Linked DNA regions of Sus scrofa: region 2 is linked to region 1. A link is a contact called in public HiChIP or PLAC-seq data. All regions are on one chromosome and are shown on one strand. The core of a region is the stretch at or near the end of the contact, and the rest is flanking DNA. Distances in the headings are between cores, read along the strand shown.

Region 1 (3,919 bases), core at 768-3,267:
CAAAGCCCAGGTCCAAGAGCTCATTATCGGGAGGGAGGAAAGTGAGCAGCAGGGCTCAACATTGAATCAAATTAAATACAAAGCTACAGTGGTCTACTTTTGCGATTCCCAAGTATTTAAAGTGTCCATCTATTATAAAAGTAATACAAGTATAAAGTACACTGAACAGCTCTCACTATATCAATTACGCACAGGAGGCAATTTACCTCAAATATACAACTGGATCACGAGTTCTGAAACTATGCTAATTCAGAGACTTTCAATGTTAACATGCCCTAACCCTTATCAGTGTACAAGGGCCACAGGATTAAAATTATACTACCACGAATGAGTTATCTACTATCCATGCACATTTCAAGAGTAAACAAATGGGTGTCTCAACGCTCTGAAGCATTAATAAAAGGTGTTGAAGCATCAACAGAAATAAAAACCCCTCATGGCATTCAAATAATATCCTCCCCAAAGATTAAAATGTGCCCTTGCTGTCCTCTTAGTCCCCCTAACAGCCCTATAAAAATTTTTAATAAAATTTTAGTAGAAGGAGGATACGGCGTATCTCGTTATACGATCCAAAGTCAAGGGACCAGCAGGTTTCTACATGTCTTCACAATTACCTCATTTAATTCATAAGACTAATAACCAGGAGGAGCGATCCGGCTTAATTTTTCACAAACATAGTTTAGATTACTTTGCTAAGGCCCTTGGCACAAGCCAAGATCAAAATTCCTTATGGTTTCCCCTGGCTTATGTTCTGAACACTGAGTCATCCATGTTTGATGAAAACATGGGTACCCTTGAGGTCGCACAAGTGATAAAGAAATCAACTAAAGAGAGACCTCAGAGAGAAAAGCCACTCATTATGTAACGTTTCCCAGAGCTAAAGATTTCTCTTCAACTGTGTTCCCCAAAGAGTATTTTTGTACATTAAATGTACTGACAACAAAATATCATACGGCGAGCACACAGACCAAAATACTGGGCAGAGGAGACGGCGTTTAACCTGAGGGTCTACAGAGTTACGGAAAAGGCAATCAAATAACTGAAAGACTAAATTCTCAACGAGAGAGTTTCAAAACACCAGCGTATCTCAAAGATAATGGGCCGGCTCAAACTTCCAGGCTGAACCTAAACAGGTCCCTGGTGCTTAATGCAAGTATGCATTTCAGTCCTTTTGTCTGTGAAATGACCCACACCAAGCCACAGTGGAGAAAATAGCACCCAGTCGCACTGTACAAGCGTAACTGCGAGGAGAGGGGCAGACAGTCTTTCCACCAGTTCCAGCTCCGCCTCCCCAGCCCACCCCCGTCGCCCCCACCTTTATTTCCTTAGACAGAAAAGGCGACCAGTGGAGGCCACCGCGGGAGGCGGAGAGGAAGCCACCAAGGGACCGAAATCCAAGTTTGGGAACCTGCACCAACTTGTGGCGACGGACCCAAGTATTTCGGGCCTATTGCAGAATGGGAGCAAAATCCCACTCATCTGCCCGTAGGTGGCAGGAAAAGAAGTTGGGGGGAGGGGGAATCTGGCGGAAGAGAGGTGGCCGGGCCGGCGGCGCGTCCAGCCAGCGCGGCTGATCGATGGTCGGTAAACAAGCCGGCGGACCCACCCTCCCACAGCCCCGGGCCTGTCCCCGCACCTGGAAAGCCCAAGATGGAAGCACAGCGGGGCCGGGCCGGGCCCCCTCCCCTCTCCCAGCCTGCGAAGCCGCCTCGGGGGGCGCGGGCGGGCCGCCCGGGAGACCGGCGGCCTGGGCGCCGTCAGGGAGCGAGGGGCCAGGCAGGCCGCGGCGGGGCCGCGAGGGGCCTGCGGCGGGACGCCCTCCCGGGGCCCGGTTACCTGGCGGCGGCGGCGGCGGCTCCTCCTCCAGCTCCTGCTCCTCCTCCCTGTCCGACGCTCGGCGCCCGGCGGCCGCGACGGCCGCGGCGACTCCCGGAGCAGCCCGGGGCAACGAGCCGAGCCCGGCCCCTCTCCGCCTCCCTCCGCGCCGCCGCCCGCCCCGCTGCTGCCGCCTCCGCCCTCTCCCCTCAGTCAGGACATGGTCTCCGCGGGCCCGCGCGCGGCTCCCGGCTGCGGGAGGCAGGGGCAGAGGGGCGGAGAGCAGGCGCGGAGACGGGGGGGGCGCCGGGGGAGGGGGGAGAGAGGGGGGCGGCCTCGGACGCTGCGGGCTCCTAATGGCGGCGGTGCGGGACCCCGGAGCCAAATAAACCCCACGGCAAGCTGCACAACGTCAAGGCCGGACCCCGCCGCTCGCCGCCCTGTCATTGGCCCCGAGGCCGCGAGCGGCGCAGCCAATGGGCAGCCGCCTCTTTCCGGGCGCAGAAGGCGGGCCGCGGAAAGGTGACGTCACCCCGGCGCCCGGCCCGATTGTGAGGAGCCCCGCCCTCTGTGCGGCGGCAGGCCCGCTGGGGCTGCGGGACCTCGGCGGCGGGCGGAGGGCGCCGGGAGGCGGCGGGCCAGCGCGGCGTGCGCAGGGTTTGGGGACGCAGACTGGGCGGCGCGGAGGGCGTCGTGGCAGCTGCACTGCTCCGCGTGACTCTTCCCTGCGACTGATTCACCACCCTTCTAAGTCCACCGCGAAGGCTCCCCGAGCGGACTCCTTAGTGCCCGATTCGGCCTCACTTTGCCTTAGGGAGTTTCAAAGTCTTGATACCAGGGAGGATAAAGATTTAGGTTTTGAAAGTTTAATCTTTATGTATATTTTACGTCTGTTTTTTATTCCTGCTTTCGAGACGGCTATCCATTTATGTGTGTGTATGTGTATATTTATAATGTATGTATTATATATGTACCCATATACATCATGAAAAAGCATGAAGTTATATGCCAATTATATCTCAATTAAAGAAAAAAAACTTTTAAGCCATGGAGGCTGCTTTTTGTGCAGTCTCCACTACCACCACTACCTCCTACCTAACTCTAGTTTTGGGTAAACTGATTTTCTAGTGGTTGCCTTCTCTGTGAAGTCCAAGAGTAAGAAAGAGGATATGTTATAGCCGTGGAAAAAATACAGCCAGGAGAATTAGCAGAGCCCAAGTTCTAAAGAGACTATGTTAAGGAGTTACCTGGTAGCACAGCAGGTTAGAGACCCCTCCTTGTTACTGCTGTGGCACCGGTTCCATCCCTGGCCTGGGAACTTGTACATTCCCAGGGAGGCCAAAAAAATAAAAGGATTTATAAAGAGAATATGTTATATGGTGATGTATTTTGTGTATTTCTTTTTTAATGTAACCATAGCCAGATAGTCTAAGTCATTTTGCTATTTGCTAAGACCCCATGAGTATGTCATATTTTTCTGGCTGGAAAACCGTTTTTTCCCAGTGAAATTTCACCCTGCACTTTTCACAGTTCAGATTTTATTTCGAGAGTTTGAATGACACAAAACACAGCAGCTCTTTAAAAGTTGTAAACCTCTTTAAAAGTTATCTGTTGAAGAACTACAGCGCTGTCAAAGGGCATTTAGCAGTTCTATTGAACACCTCAATAGAAAGAATGTATTTTTCAGAGTTTAATTGGATTTTTATAACTTGGGTGGAGACTATCTAGCATCACTGTACCTGGTATTCGTAGTCTCTCTTTGCATGTGTATGGCAAAGGATGTGTGAGCTACTTCACTATGGCTGAAGAGTAATAATCTATATAGCTTCCTTTCCCCAACAGTTTGTTTTGTAATTATTGATATGTTTTATCCTCGTAGCCATTTCTATGATAGATTTTCGATAACCACCACCTTTCCAGAGAAACATTATTTGCTCAAGGATGCATCAATAAATTGAAATGCAATAGTCTTTTGCCTACAAAACTTAATACACATTCTCAAACATATAACTAACACAATGGTACATAAAATTACATCACGTTATTGTGTAAGAACAAATGATTCCACCAACATGTCACTTTGAAAATATTTTAAGAGCCTTCC
Region 2 (3,919 bases), core at 1,046-3,545, 54 kb before region 1:
TCATTGCCATGAGCTTTGGTGTAGGACACAGACACGGCTCAGATCCTGTGTTGCTGTGGCTGCAGCGCAGGTCGGCAGATGCGGCTCCAATTCGACCCCTAGCCTAGGAACTTCCATATGCCGCATGGGCAGCCCGGAAAAATACCAAAAAAAAAAAAAGTTGCTTTGCAAATATCATAGACATTGATGTAATGAACGAAGAAAGTAATGACACTTCCAGCTGCTGTCTTCCTTTAGATCTGAAGTATTAGCTCATGCGTGGCCCTTGCACTAGTCACTTCCAGTAAAACAGGATAATTGAGTAATTTGAGATCCACATATAGTAGCTAAGTTATCCGTTTTCTAACACAGACATTTTCATTCAGACATTAAAAAACTACAATAAAGTGGAAATTTGTTTTCACATTGAAATTTGGAGTTACCTGCTGGCAACGTAAATGTTACAAGGTCAGTTAGAAAATAGCAAGCAAAATCCCCCTTTCTCTGATGCAGAGAAGCAGCTATCTCACGCCGGATTTGCTCTGTCAGTTCAGGACACACCATTGCTGGAATACACTTTGCAGCTTGTTGAGACACCTTAAATACAAAAGAAACTTTCCTCTACATCTCGTTTATCATCAGTGGAAGCAGAAAACAATAGTATTCAAAAGAAATTACCAAAATCTCCCAGTAACTCAAGGTGTTTTGTTTTTGCTCTTGTTTTAAATATATGAGGTATTGGGTGTTATTTCCTCAACAGGTAAGTATATACCAGTACAACTTTCCTGAAAAACAGTGATAAAAATGCTTTACCCTCTCGTCTCAGTAATTCCACTTCTTAGTAGAGTTTATCCCAAGGAAATATATAAAGATGCATACAAAAATTTATGTAAAATGGAGTTGTTCACAAAGATTCATTATTGGAAGGGAAGGGATGACCAAAAAAAAAAAAAACCAAAACAAAACAAAACAAAAAAAACAACTTAAGAATAACATCATGCCCCCAACACAAACATCCTTTTTTTAACTTTAAAAATTTTTTTAAAGTTTTACTGAAGTATAGTTGATTTACAATGTTGTAAAAAAAAACATTCTTAATGGAATTCCAGCTCACAGAGAAAGGAAAATACAAACACTCTTCTCCTGCTCTGTCAAGAATATTTCAAGTACCCAGACACAGAATAAAGAAAAGCGTGACCCTTTTAAAGAGTTAGTTCCCAATGACCTCAAGTCCCTCCCCACTTGTTTTAACTCCGAATTTTTAAAACAGCATCTGGCTTCTTCAAGCACAGAGCAGGCAGCAAACCTCCCAAGTGGTACAGCTCGAGAGGAATGAACTCCGGGCACCACCACACAGCCCCTCACCAAGGACTGGCCAGAACTTTCCCATCCTTTTTAAACGATGAACAAACAGTGAAAAGCTATTATCTTGCAGTTAACTCCTATTCCTATTGTGGAGCTCAAGAAACCTATATAGAGAACTCAGAAATCAAAAGTGAGCATCTGCTAGAGAGAAAGTCAGGCTGGTGTGGCCCTGAGGGAGCCAGTTAGCTCTGAGCTGTGCTGTCGCTACATATGCAGCCACTAACCTGGATGACCTTCCCGAGTGCAGACTTCCAGTCACAAGTGGGGCCTGGAGCAGCAGATCTTCCAACAAGCCACACCAAGAATAAGTTTGGCTGATAATGTCGTCTACCTAAACATCCGTGGACAGCTTAATTGTACGTGCCATTAAGGTAAGTAAGCAGTGTTTTGAAAACCCTGCATGACCATCAGACATCCTATTCTGCAAACTCCTGTGTGAAAATTCAATTCGCCTCAACTTTATTGGCCAGGATTACCAGTAACTCCACAAGCCTAATCAAAGCAACACTCAAATTATGGAAAACCAAATATTAAAAAAAAAAAAAGAAATTTTTGCAAAGAAGTCCATGGCTTCTACCAAACTACAAACAAGGTCTATGATCTAAAATCCAATTAAAACCCCAGTCCCAGACACATATTCTCAAAACAGAATGTTCTCCTGTTCTCGCCCCAAAAGTACTTGGCCCTGCACCCTCTCTCAGGCACAGCCCTCAGTCCGGCTCACACTCTCCCCTTTGCAGTCTTCCTACTGGCCCTTCTGCCCTGGCCCCTGGAGTCTCTGTTCCACTGAGAATAAACACCACTGCCAATTTTATTCCTTCCCTAGAACACGCCTCCTTCCTACCTCCCCCATCATGTACCAGAGCTGGTCTCTGTGTACCACAGACTATGGCAGAAATGCTGGCACGTCACTTCCTACCTTAAGTTACATCTAGAAGACACCTGACTCACCCTCTCACGCTCTCCTTTCTCAGCCCACTTGCTCGGGGTGAAATCAACTACCACATCACAAGCAGCCCTACCAAGGGGCCCAAGTGACAAGAATTTGAAGCCTCCTGCCAACAACCACATGAGTGTGCTTGGAACCAGATCCTCTAGCCCCAGTTGAGCCTTTTGACAACCCTGGCAGTTTGTAACCTCGTGAGACCCTGAGGCAAAATCATTCAGCTAAGCTGCTCGTGGATTCCTTACCCCCAGAAACTGTGTGAGATAACAAGTGTTTGTTGTCTTAAGCTGCTAAGTTCTGAAGGGATTTATTACACAGCCGTCAACAGTAAATACACTGGGGCTCTATTGTCCTCGCACTGTTAGTCCCCAGAGAGCTCTCAGGAGGCCGGGGACTTACACCAGTCCCTCCAGAACCTGCTCACAGTCCTCGACCAGCCTTGCAGCCCTTGGTTCACAGCTGCCTTCTCTCTCCGTTCTCCAGACACCACCACCAACCAAACTCCACACGCTTTCCCTGCCAATACACAACCCACTTCAAAAGCAGAGTACAAGACCAAATCAAAAACATTTAAGAACTGAGACACATTATAACATCAAAAACGAAAGCTAAAGAACACATTTCCCTCACAGACAAGAATGTTTAATGGAGAGCCACACTCACCTCTGTGAGCAGTATTGCTAGCATATCCTGCCTCTGAAAGCGTATAGCCAGATGGACCAGCGTATAGCCAACGTCGAAAGCGGAAGGCCGGTTCAGCAGGCGCACTTCATCTGCAGTGAGCTGGCGGGCAATGTCCCCTCCTGATGATTTGTATGCTTCTATAGCAGCTAAATCACCTTCTACAACCCCTGAAACAAGCATCAAAGACAGAAAAAAGTTTAACTCTGTTTTTCTTCAAAAAGCATAAACCTGTAGCATTCACTCTAAGTTCTTTGATTCTCTGTGCTTCTTGGATTCTGTGGCATCATTCAAATGTCCTAAAGAATATAAGGAAAGTTATGGCATATTCCTTTCCCTTTCATTTCCTTCCAGAAATAAAACTGCCTAGTTAGGCACTTACCATCACGTCAGTGCTGGCTCCATACTCTGGTAAGGTTTAGAGAAATTATCAGAATATATTAACTGGATCAAAAATCAACAATCTGGTACGAATAATTAGATTTCACAAAAGACACTAAACTCCTGCTCTGGTCTTTAGACAGGGATGTGCTTCCCATCTGTGTTGGACTGCTTCTCCAGCCCTTTACACTGCCACTGTAAAGCTGAGTCAAGGCGTTCCTGCTGTGGCTCAGTGAATTACGCACCCGACTAGCATTCATTCATGAGGGTGCGGGTTAGATTCCCGGCCTCACTCAGTGGGTAAGTGACCTGACGTTGCATGAGCTGTCACATAGGTCGAAGACCCAACTTGGATCCAGTGTTGCCGTGGCTGTGGCATAGGCCAGCAGCTGCAGCTCCAATGTGACCCCCTAACCTGGGAACTTCCATGTGCCACAGGTGCGGCCCTAAAAAAAGCAAAGACAAACAAACAAAAAAACAAAAATGCTGGGCCTTCCATACTGTTGTTTTGTTAGCTTTGAAATAACTTAAAGCAGTTGAAACCACTTTTAACAGATGTAAATGTGA

The links. HiChIP or PLAC-seq counts read pairs in DNA pulled down with a chosen protein or histone mark.
Region 2: an H3K27ac HiChIP or PLAC-seq map of skeletal muscle shows a contact between it and region 1. The contact joins the enhancer-like site here to the promoter of ZRANB1 in region 1. A contact is called at or near these places in 1 of 5 promoter capture datasets (liver), 8 of 47 Hi-C or Micro-C datasets (embryonic fibroblasts, heart right ventricle, liver and 2 more) and 2 of 2 datasets of contacts at active chromatin or transcription factors (alveolar macrophages and skeletal muscle).

Annotation. Positions count from the first base shown.
Region 1 is chr14:134,252,025-134,255,943 of Sscrofa11.1, reverse strand. It overlaps ZRANB1 (ubiquitin thioesterase ZRANB1), which reads right to left and starts at 2,017. Exons shown (of 10, transcript XM_013983854.2): 1 at 1,837-2,017.
Region 2 is chr14:134,306,712-134,310,630 of Sscrofa11.1, reverse strand. ZRANB1 (ubiquitin thioesterase ZRANB1) reads right to left here. Exons shown (of 10, transcript XM_013983854.2): 3 at 2,954-3,141; 4 at 423-576. Among named protein-coding and RNA genes, the nearest start is that of ZRANB1, 55 kb to the right of the region's middle. Within about 2 kb of position 2,295, at least 10 of the 83 cell types and tissues checked have an H3K27ac peak or open chromatin away from gene starts, as enhancers often do. A contact at or near this core is called in skeletal muscle, where this site is marked.